Linked DNA regions of Sus scrofa: region 1 is linked to region 2. The links are chromatin contacts, called in public Hi-C maps. All regions are on one chromosome and are shown on one strand. The core of a region is the stretch at or near the end of the contact, and the rest is flanking DNA. Distances in the headings are between cores, read along the strand shown. Region 1 overlaps ARHGEF3 (rho guanine nucleotide exchange factor 3). Region 2 holds the start of CCDC66 (coiled-coil domain-containing protein 66).

Region 1 (5,895 bases), core at 2,817-5,316, 410 kb after region 2:
GCACTGTTGGTGGGAATGTAAACTGGTACAGCCACTATGGAGAACAGTATGGAGGTACCTTAGAAATCTATACATAGAACTACCATATGACCCAGCAATCCCACTCTTGGGCATCTATCCGGACAAAACTTTCCTTGAAAAAGACACATGCACCTGCATGTTCATTGCAGCTCTATTCACAATAGCCAGGACATGGAAACAACCCAAATGTCCATCACAGAGGATTGGATTAGGAAGATGTGGTATATATACACAATGGAATAGTACTCAGCCATTAAAAAGAATGGCATAATGCCATTTGCAGCAACATGGATGGAACTAGAGACTCTCATACTGAGTGAAATGAGTCAGAAAGACAAAGACAAATACTATATGGTATCACTTATAACTGGGATCTAATATCCAGCACAAATGAACATCTCCACAGAAAATAAAATCATGGACTTGGAGAATAGACTTGTGGCTGCCTGATGGGAGGGGGAGGGAGTGGGAGGGATCGGGAGCTTGGGGTTATCAGATACAACTTAGAACAGATTTACAAGGAGATTCTGCTGAGTAGCACTGAGAACTATGTCTAGATACTCATATTGTAACAGAACAAAGGGTGGGGAAAAAAATGTATACATGTAAGGATAACTTGATCCCCATGCTGTACAGTGGGGAAAGAAAAAAAAAACACCTAGACAAAAACATGGTCAGAAAACAAGCTCTAGTATCAGAGGGCTTGTGATGATTCATCAGGCACAGGGTCGGGCATTCACCCACTTCCACTCAGACGTTAAAATAGTAACTTACAGAGAATTGAAGTCCACTTGTCAACATGTTCTTTTTTTTCAAAAGAGCCCACTTTGTGGAGAATATGAATATTTCTCTAAAATTATCTACTGCAAAGGAAAGAGCGTCAGCAGCACCATCCATTTCACAGGGAGTTCATATTTTTCCACTATTATGTGCCTTGTCTCGAGTGCCTGTCTGCTCATGTGGATGAGCAATATTTTAATATTTTTCTCAGACCTATAACAATTAGTACCTCTGAAATACTTCCTGCACTCTCCTGAATCCATGATAATAGAAGAAAAGATATGTAGCAGAACTATGGCTAGTGCACAAAGAAGCAATTCTCAGCCTCAGGTTTGTAATAACCTCAGGATCTCAACAATATCAGAGTAAATAGGAAATGCTAAAAGTTAAAAACAAAACCTTCCAGACATTTTAACTTACTTTGTATGTTCTGCTGCTCCTTTAGGAGCTGACTGAACCGTCATCATAAGATCAAACAGTGGAGTTCCCATAGCGGTCCAGTGGAAATGAATCCGACTAGTATCCATGAGGATGCAGGTTCAATCCCTGGCCTTGCCCAGTGGGTTGGGATCTGGCATCTCCATGAGCTGTGGTATGGGTAGCAGATGCAGCTTAGATCCTAAATTGCTGTGGCTGTAGTGTAGGCCAGCAGCTGTAGCTCCCATTTGACACCTAGCCTGGGAACCTCCATGTGCCACATGTACAGCCCTAAAAAAACAAACAAACAGGAGTACCCCGTCGTGGTGCAGTGGTTAACGAATCCGACTAGGAACCATGAGGTTGCAGATTCGAGCCCTGGCCTTGCTCAGTGGGTTAAGGATCTGGCGTTGCCGTGAGCTGTGGTGTAGGTCACAGACGCAGCTCAGATCCGGCGTTGCTGTGGCTCTGGCGTAGGCTGGTGGCTACAGCTCCAATTAGACCCCTAGCCTGGGAAGCTCCATATGCCGCGGGAGCAGCCCAAGAAATGGCAAGAAAAAGAGACAAAAATAAATAAATAAATAAAAATAAAACAAACAAACAAACAAGAAAGATCAAGAAGTGAAGATTTTTGTGGCACTAGCATATAGGAGGCACATGAAGAGTCTATAAATTCCAGGGGTTGGAATCAAAAAGAGGTATTTACGAATCTGCCACTAGGGGGCAAAAGAGACTAAACTTTCTTACCACTTTTTAAAGAAACTTCATTTCAATTTGAAACTTTGATAGAGAAAAATGTAAAAAATAGAAGTTGAAGCTAAAATTGGACATTTAAAGGTTTTCTGGTAAAATGGATAAAATTTTCAGGGCTGACTTAAGAACACTGAGGACTCTTTTAGTCCAGGCACTGAGGACTTCTGCTTAAAATGTAAATAGGTTATCAGGACTGGGTAACATATTAATACCGGCTGACTATTCATTAAATCCCACACGTGACAAGAAATCATTCACCAGCCAAGTAGCAAAGGGCCAGGCCCTGGGGGCTGGGGCACAGGCCGGGTGAGTTTTGATTGAGAAGAGAAAGACAGGAATCTGCACCCTCCACAAACAGGCCCACGAGCTCTTTAATCCTCACCACTGTCCCCACTCCCATGGAGCAGATCTAGAAACCGGGGCTTCCTAATTAAGGAAGGGACTCCCCACACCCTCTCTGGCCTCCAGGAGTCCACAGAGACACCCCCCCTCTCTCTTATTTCTGCATTTTTTCTTTTATTTTCTTTGTTTTTTTTTTTTGTTTGTTTGGTTTTTTTTTGGTCTTTTCTAGGGCCGTACCCACAGCATATGGAGGTTCCCAGGCTAGGGGTCAAATCTGAGCCGTAGCCACCGGCCTATTCCAGAGCCACAGCAGTGCCAGATCTGACCTGTGTCTGTGACCTACACCACAGCTCAGGGCAATGCCGGATCCTTAACCCACTGAGCGAGGCCAGGGATCAAACCCAAAAACTCATGGTTCCTAGGCAGATTCATTAACCACTGAGCCACAACGAGAACACCTGCATTTATTTTACTCAGACCCTTTCCTCCCCCATCTAGTCCCCGTCTTAGCTCCACCTGCACACTGCAACAAGCAAGAAGCTGTAAAATCTCAAATCCAGTCAGTCTTCCATCTCTGCATCCCATTTCAAATCTTTGAAAGGTTCCATATCTCATAAAATAAAACCCAAGATTTAAAAAAAGTTCAATTAATGTTCATAGCAACACTATTCATAATAGCCAAGAATGGAAGCAACCTAAATGTCCATCGACAGAAGAATGGATTAAGAAGATGTGGTACATATATACAATGGAATACTACTTAGCCATAAAAAAGAACAAAACAATGCCATTTGCAGCAACATGGAGACAACCATACTGAGTGAAGTAAGTCAGAAAGAGAAAGACAAATACCATATGCATTGCTTCTATGTGGAATCTAAAATATGACACAAATGAACCTATCTACAAAAAGACCCACAGACATCGAGAACAGACTTGTGGTGGCCAAGGGTGAGAGGGGAGGGAGTGGGATAGACAGGGACTTTGGGTTAGTAGACGCAAACTACTACATTTAGAATGGCCAGTCTCTTGGGACAGACCATGATGGAAGATAAATAAGAGAAAAATACACACACACACACACACACACACACACACACACACACACACGACTGTGTCACTCTGCTATACAGCAGAAATTGGCACAACAATGTAAATCAACTACAGTTTAATTAAAAAATAAAAGAAAAAAAGTACAACTAAGTAGACCCTCTAACCAGTACACCCATCCCCACCCCACTTACCCCAGACCTCTTTCCCGGGTGCCCGACCCAAGCAACCCTACACCAGGCCTCCAGGACCACCACCCGTCCCCACAACACCGTCCAGACCTATGATGCTTGGTTCTCTCTGAGCAGCTGAGTCAGTCCCAGTGTCACCCTTTCTAAGCAGCCTCCCTGACCCCCACAACCTCCACCAGGGTATCCACTACTCTATTGATTCCCCAACTCTCAGCTCAGACTTCTGACCTATTCACCCATGTACCCTATGCAGATTTCCTTCAGGGCAGGGTCCGCATTTGGTCATTTCTGCTCAGTCCACGGCCTGAGAGCACTGGCTTCTTGAAAGGGGGTACTATCAAAAGTAAAAGCAACTCATGGTGAGTGGGAAGAAATGCTAAAAACAAACACTGCCCTCCGACAGTGGCAGCTTAGTGGCAGGCTTGTCTGAGCAAGAAGGACCAGGGGAGAGTGAGGTCTGGCAGCCTCTCCATAAACAGGGCTGACTCCACACAGGGCCTCCCCTGGGCAGGTTATCACAGGAACTCAGAGGAGCTGTTTGTGGGGGCTTTTTCCACATTGTCATGTGCCCTGCTCCACAGAGAGGGACAGCTTGAGAGTAAAATGAGAGGCTCCAGCAGGAAATGGGGGTCCGGTGGGGTGAGTGATCCCAGCAGCCCCCGGCACCCCCACCCCACTGCCATGTCTTTGTAATTATCAGAAAACCTGGAGGGTTTTACATTTTCACTCCTCCAGAGGCCCCATGTTCCAATTTAAAATTCCTGGAGATGCTTCAGCAGGAACTTGTAAAGCCTTCATGTTGCAAAAAGGCAGGCTCCTTACAAACATTTATACATGTGTAAGCAGCCTTACATGCAGGCTCTTCTGGCCTGTTTCCTCATTTCAAAAACGAGGTAGACAAGACTTAACTACCTCTGATGTCCTGAGTCTACAGTATATGATGTACAGTTTTGTGTTTAAGGTTCTCAAGTTATTTACACAAATGCCAAATTGATCACATCACAAACTGCTGCTCACTTTGCAGTGCCAAATTTTTACAGTCAGCCTGCACTCAGACAATTGAGAAACAACCATCCTTCTATTCAACCCATAGAACTACACAAAAGAAGGCAAATACTCTCTGCGCGCGCACGCACACACACACACACACACACACACACACACACACACAGCTAGCGAAATCAAAGAGGAGGCCCTCCACTCAATCATTTGGCAAGGCTGTTACTTGGTAACAGATACTGTCCAATATTTACAAATATTCATGTGACTGAGAAGGTGGCTTGGCTTCTTCTCCTTCCGGTCACCCTGCCTTTTTTCCTTTCTCTCTCCAAAGCCAAGAGCAACACTGGCTTGACCCGGTTCACTTCCCTGCTTTCGTTGCTGCAGGTTCCCCAGAGCAAAGACCGTGTCCAGAGCTCTGAGGATGCTGTGAGCTCCTCCCTGGCCTCAGCCACAGGGGCTCCCTCCATTGAGGCCTCCACAGCCAAGCCCCCAGGCTGAACCCTGCAACCCAAGGACCTCACAGACCACTCCTAAGCCATCTTCACCACACTCCAGAAGAAAGCCGGCAGCCAGCCCTTTGAGTTTGCATGATTTGGCTTTTAACTCAAGCTGTTTCAAGGAATGGCCAATTCAAACCTGGCCTGCCTTTACCCTCTCTTCCAACTGAGAAATTAGGCATTTCGGTATCCACAGGAAGTCATGTTCACGTATATATACCCATGGGCATGCAAAGAGTCCTATCCTTTGCAGATACCACGAAACAGACCCACGTATCCACTAAAACGTGTTGTTCTGGGGGCTCAAGAAGTTTAATGTACATCCATGGGGGAGAACCTCACTGAGTTCTACTACTATGAAATCATCAGGACTGACTTCTTGATTATCTAAGACTGAAGTTTTGTATTAGCTCAGACAACAGATTAAATACAACAAGGATTTTGAAAGGGTTTTTTTAATTATTATTATTTTGCTTTTTAGGGCTGCACCCTCGGCATATGGAGGTTTCCCATGCTAGGAGTTGAATCAGAGCTATAGCTGCCAGCCTACACCACAGCCACAGCAACGCAGGATCCAAGCCACATCTGCCACCTACACCACAGCTCACGGCAACGCCGGATCCTTAACCCACTGAGCGAGGCCAGGGATCGAACCAGCAACCTCATGGTTCCTAGTCGGATTTGTTGCCCACTGAACCATGACGGGAACTCCTGAAAGGTTTTTTTTTAAATTAAGTTTTAGTCAAAGACATTTAATGTATCACAAACCATTCTTACCTATGCAACAAATAAGTTACTTTGAGAAATACTGCCAAAGAACATACTAATTCCAAAAAGAATCT
Region 2 (6,145 bases), core at 2,586-5,085:
TGATGGCCATTCTGACTGCTGTGAAGTGGTACCTCATTGCAGTTTTGATTTGCATTTCTCTAACAATTAGTGATGTTGAGCATTTTTTCATGAGCCTGTTGGCCATCTGTGTATCTTCTTTGGAGAAATGTCTATTCAGGTCTTTTGCCCATTTTTCAATTGGGTTGGTTTTTTTGTTGTTGAGTTTATATAAGTTGTTTGTATATTTTAGAGACAATATTAATTATTGCTAGCACTTACATGACATTTATGTGCCAGCATTATTCTAAATACTTTGCATGCATTAAACTCATTTAATCCTCACAACAACACTATGAGGTGGGATACTACTATTCCTCATTGTATCAAAGAAGAAACTGAAACAGGTTAAGTAAATAACTTCCTAAGATCACACAACTGGTAAGCAACAAACCTGGGATTTATGCCCATGCAATCTGGATCAAAGCTCTGGAAAATTATGCTACGCATTGAAACAGAAGAGAACACAAAGGGCATGTATTTCTCCCTCCTCAGAGTTGACTTGCAGCCTGGGTACCTGAAGGGCCTCAGCTCACTACTGCTGTGATCCGGAAGTGCACAGACAAAGATTCCACAGGGCAGCTCGGAGCAAGATTATTATCAAGGTAACACTCTTTGCATTCCCAGTATCTAAGGAAACTACACTGCATATAAATGAAAGGTATGCTTATAGTACCTCCAATCCTCACATGCCTTTAAACACTCAATTCAAAGCATTTTTTTTTTTTTGTCTTTTGTCTTTTTATTTTGTCCCTTTTATGGCTGAGTAGTGTTCCATTGGTCTTTTTAGGGCCAAACCTGAGGCATATGGAGGTTCCCAGGCTAGGGATGGAATCAGAGCCGTAGCCACCAATCTATGCCATAGCCACAGCAATGCCAGATTCAAGCCACGTGTGTGACCTACACCACAGCTCATGGCAATGCCAGATCCTTAACCCACTGAGTGAAACCAGGGATTGAACCTGCAACCTCATGGTTCCTAGTGGGATTCGTTTCCACTGCACCACTATGGGAACTCCAATTCAAAGCATTTTACTAAACTCTTTTCCAGGAGAATGGACCTCAGGCATACCACAGAGAAGCATGGAGTGTTAAGGGATACTGCAACTGGAAACCTGACCTTCAATTCCTATTTCACAATACACATGGGAAGTGGAATAGTTTTGCATTAGTTTCTTATACCTGGTAAACAGGTAGGCAGAGGAAAGTGGTATGCAGAGGATTTAAAACCATGCAAAACATGACTAATTGAAAAATACAGAAAATGTAATATTCATTCTTCATTATTAGGTGAAAGGTTATTGGGGAACAAAATATCTGCACAGTACCAAACTACCAGCCCCTAGAATACTTACTAATTGCAAAGAGGAAAATAGGTACTTAAAATAGAGAGATGGGGCTGCAACCACTTAAAGTGTTCAAACTTGAGCACATAACAGTAGGACAACCTGATGTGATGCACTGTGGACATTATAGCATCTTAAAGTATTCTCTTTTTATGAACATAATTGATATACAGTAGTCTGTAACTCTCAGGTGTACTACATAGTAATTTTATATCTGCATACATTATGAAATGATCATCCTAAGTCTAATAACCATCTCTTCCCATTAAAGTTTGGTACAATATTATTGACCATATTCCTTATGCTGTATATTACATTCTCATGGCTTGTTTTATAACTGGAGCTTTGTATTTCTTAATTTCCTTTACCTATGTAGAATATATTCCTAGAACAAGTGGGGAAAATTAAACAGAGGGATGGAATATTTGATATTAGCTTAAAATTTCTAATTTTCTTACCTGTAATAGTAGTACTATGGTTATATAGGAAAATGTCTCATTAGGAGATATGTGCTTTAGTGTTTAAGGGCAAAGTGTTATAATGTCTGTAACTTACTTGCAAATAGTGATGCAAAAAAAAGTGTGTGTGTGCATGTGTGTGGGTATGAGTGTATGGATGTGGGTGTATGGGTGTGCCTTCCTACGTGGAGAGAGAGAGAAACCAAATGTAGCAAAGCATTAACATTTTTCAAAACTAGGTAGAGAGTATATAGGTGTTCATTAAACTATTCTTATTTTTTGCTTATTTAAATATTTCCATAATAAAAGCTAGAAACAACATAAAATTTAAAAAGTCATGTCACTCTAGCTCTCAGAAATACTCCTAACATATTGGTTTAAATCCTTTTAGCCTTTTTTTCTATGCACAGACAACTTTTCCTTAAAAAAACAAACAACCCAGTTTCAAATATACATTGGTACCAGTTAATTTATTTAGTCAAACATCTTCCACAGGCCAGGAGCATAAATACTAAAAGATCTCTTTGGGAGTTCCCGCAGTGGCTCAGTGGTTAATGAATCCAACTAGGAACCATGAGGTTGCAGGTTCGACCCCTGCCCTTGCTCAGTGGGTCAAGGTTCTGGCGTTGCCCTGAGCTGTGGTGTAGGTTGCAGACGCGGCTGGAATCCCGCGTTGCTGTGGCTCTGGTGTAGTCCGGCAGCTACAGCTCCGATTAGACCTCTAGCCTGGGAACCTCCATATGCCTCGGAAGCGGCCCAAGAAATGGCAAAGACAAGAAAAAAAAAGATATCTTTCAGTTTTCACTGAATGCACTTTGAGAATTCAATGTGCCTCACTTATTACAACTATAGTTTGTAAAAATCCCACAAAACAGATAGATTAAACAATTTGTATACTTTAACTATATAGTGACCTCAGGCAAGCTGCTTAACCTCCCTGTGCCTCAGGGATAATGCTGAAAGCTTAAATAATAGACAAAAGGAGCTTAGATCCACGTCTGGCACTTGAGAGCTAATTTACTGAGCTCTTGTGATTGTTGCCCCTTTTTAAAAAGGGCTACACTGTACTTGGCTTCATGCTGGGGTCACAGCTAGAAACTGGACATAACCTGTACCAGACCTAGTAGTCTATCCCCATTATCCCCTCCCTTGCTTTATATATATATATATATATATATTTTTTTTTTTTTTTGGTCTTTTTGCCATTTCTTGGGCCGCTCCCACGGCATATGGAGGTTCCCAGGCTAGGGGTCGAATCGGAGCTATGGCCACCAGCCTACACCAGAGCCACAGCAACTCGGGATCCGAGCCGCGTCTGCAACCTACACCACACCTCACGGCAACGCCGGATCATTAACCCACTGAGCAAGGGCAGGGATGGAACCCGCAAGTTCATGGTTCCTAGTCGGATTCGTTAACCACTGCACCACGACGGGAACTCCGCTTTTTTTTTATATTAAAATAAGCCTCTTTCCAAATGTAAAATACAGAAAAATGTTAACTTTCTAAAATGGGTTATGCTGGAGTTCCAGTCCTGAGCGCAGCAGAAATGAACCCAACTAGGCACCATGAGGTTGGGGGTTCCATCCCAGGCCTCGCTCAGTGGGTTAAGGCGCCGGCATTGCCCTGAGCTATTGGAATAGGCTGCAGACATGGCTTGGATCTGGCGTTGCTGTGGCGTAGGCCTGAAGCCGTGGCTCCCATTCGACCCTTAGCCTGGGAACCGTCATATGCTGCGCGAGTGGCCCTTAAAAAAAAAAAAAAGGGTCATGCTTTTTTATTTTCCCTATTTTAGCCACCTCCACCTGAAATGAGGCATTTGTATGAGAGCCTCGCCTGAACTCTGTAAGTTATAATAGCGAGAGACCAGGTTCCCGACCACAGCTGCTGCGGTAACAGCCTGGCCTGCAAACAAAACCCAGGAGGTACCCACCAAGCTGGTTGCTCCTGCAGCTTCGCCCCCGTTGAGCGCACGCGTCAGCATCCTCAACTCTGATTGGTCTGTTTCCCCAGCTCGCCGGCATCACTTAATCGAATCGGCGTGGCGCTTGTTGAGCAGCAACCGGCGTACGCAAGGAGCTTGAGCGTCCTGTGGAGCGCGCGGGAGGTCAGGCCATGAACTTGGGGTAAGCAGTGGAAAGATGGGGCGACGCTGGGCTGACCCTTGGAGTCCTTCCTGGAGACCCTTTCAGGCTTGTGGCGCCCCAAGCGGCAGTGCCCGGCTCCCTGAGGTGGAGAGGGGCGAGGTCGGCCTTTACCGCCCCCCGCAGCCTTGACTTTTCCGCTTCATATCTCGGATTTAGATGTCTGTGCCTCCCTTCCGCCCTCTCATTCACCTCAGGATGGAGCGGGAGGAGAGGCGTGAGGGCAGGTGGAGAGATGAAGCTTAGCAGCTTCCTGAGGAGAAATCCTGGCCCAGGCCCTGGCGCTTTGCAACCCTGTCTTTGGGTTCTTTGCAGAATGTCAGAGCGCCCAGAGGAGTTTGGCGCCCGCCAAATGAGAAGCAGAGGCTTCTCGAATCATGTATTCTCAGTGCCTGGCATCTCATAGGGCCTCATTAAGTAGTGGTTGAGTAAATAAAAAGGACTGTCGTGTGGTTTTTATCACTGGGAAATTTGTTATTTTGAGATGATTAAAAAGTCACTAAGTTTAGACTCGTCCATATCATTTAGCAATTTTTTTTTGTTCTAGAATCTAGGGATGTAAAAATAAATAAGAGAGTCTGCCCCTGAACACGTTTTCAGTGCAGTAACGCTGAATAGGCATACATTATTACTTCAAGGTCTTTCAAGTTTCACCAACGTAAATAGGAGCTGGTCGTAACCGCACAACCGCGAAACCTTTAAAACCTATCCTTTGCAGTGTTTAGAGCAGTAAGTTGAAGTCATGTAATTTCCCCTACCTTAGCATCAGTGCAAATATCGTGATGCGTTTCTTTTACTGGTCCATTGCATTTTATTTTGTCTCTTGGACGTGACTTTTATCCCCGTTGATGTTATTGACATGTCTTTCTCTATCTCTCTCATTAAAACTAAATTAACTGAGTGGACTGCTGTTTTGTTTTCAGTGGAATTTTTATTAGAACCTTAACAGATATACAAGTTTCCTTTGCAGCATTTCCTTTTGTTTTGTGCTTTTGGATTTCACAGGCACAAATAAAGTGTAGAGGCCAGTTTATTATGGATGTATTGCTGTGATAGTAACACAAGCGTCACTAAGTGTGAATATGTATTAGTTGAAATATTCAAAATAGAGTAGAACTCCATGCTCAGGCAGTTAATAACCCTGGTGGCAATATTCTAGTTCATTTTCAAATAATGCTCTAACAGGCCATAGAATGTGTTAGTCATGAGACCATCATAAAACTAATAAATGGTAGTTAGATATGTTTTGCTCCTTTAATGTAGGTGAGGAGTTTTATAACAGTGTTATTTTTTCCAGTTAGAGTTAGAAGAATTAAATGATGGGGAAGTTCCCAATGTGGATCAGAAGGTTAAGAACCTGACTGGTATCCATGAGGATGTGGGTTTGATGCCTGGCCTCACTCAGTGGGTTAAGGATCTGGTGTTGCCCCAAGCTATGGTGTAGGTTGCGGATGCTGCTTGGATCTGGCATTGTTGTGGCTGTGATGTAGGCCAGCGGCTAGGGTCAGATTCAACCCCTAGCCTGAAAACTTACATACGCTGCAGGTGTGGCCCTAAAAAGACAGAAATACATAAATAAATAAATAGATAACCGTTATGATAACCAGTCTAATTTATTGTTTGTCAGCTAACAAAATGAAATTTCAGGTTAAAAATGATAAATTCTTTGTATTTTTGGAAAGTTTCAGGAATTTTCTCCATGTAATTTTAAATTTTATCTTGGTTTGAAAAATGTTTTCAAAGAATGGTTTCAACTATACCTCAGTTTTTAAAAAATGAACACCTGTTGAAATTTTTTTTTTTTTTTTTTGTCTTTTGCCCTTTTCTAGGGCCGCTCCCGCGGCATATGGAGGTTCCCAGGCTAGGGGTCGAATCGGAGCTGTAGCCACCGGCCTATGCCAGAGCCACAGCAACGTGGGATCCGAGCCGCTTCTGTGACCTACACCACAGCTCAAGGCAACGCTGGATCCTTAATCCAATGAGTGAGGCCAGGGATTGAACCTGCGTCCTAATGGATGCTAGTCAGGTTCGTTAACTGCTGGACCACGATGGGAACTCCAAAAATGACAACTTTCTTGTATTTTGCAGAGATGGTTTAAAGCTTGAAACTGAATTCTTGGATGGAAAAACCAAGCTAATATTGTCTCCATATGGTATGCTATGTTACTGGAAATCTAAA

The links. Hi-C and Micro-C count contacts between places; a contact is called where the count stands out from the background.
Region 1: a Hi-C map of mesenteric adipose tissue shows a contact between it and region 2, with 1.7 times the contacts expected there. The contact joins the enhancer-like site here to the promoter of CCDC66 in region 2. A contact is called at or near these places in 1 of 5 promoter capture datasets (liver) and 7 of 47 Hi-C or Micro-C datasets (blood, embryonic fibroblasts, fibroblasts and 4 more).

What each region holds. Positions count from the first base shown.
Region 1 is chr13:38,840,750-38,846,644 of Sscrofa11.1, forward strand. All of the region lies in intron 2 of ARHGEF3 (rho guanine nucleotide exchange factor 3), which reads right to left. Among named protein-coding and RNA genes, the nearest start is that of ARHGEF3, 82 kb to the right of the region's middle. Within about 2 kb of position 4,067, at least 16 of the 83 cell types and tissues checked have an H3K27ac peak or open chromatin away from gene starts, as enhancers often do. A contact at or near this core is called in mesenteric adipose tissue, retroperitoneal adipose tissue and subcutaneous adipose tissue, where this site is marked.
Region 2 is chr13:38,434,834-38,440,978 of Sscrofa11.1, forward strand. CCDC66 (coiled-coil domain-containing protein 66) reads left to right here and starts at 3,836. Exons shown (of 18, transcript XM_021068988.1): 1 at 3,836-3,948; 2 at 6,055-6,119. The coding sequence starts at 3,938.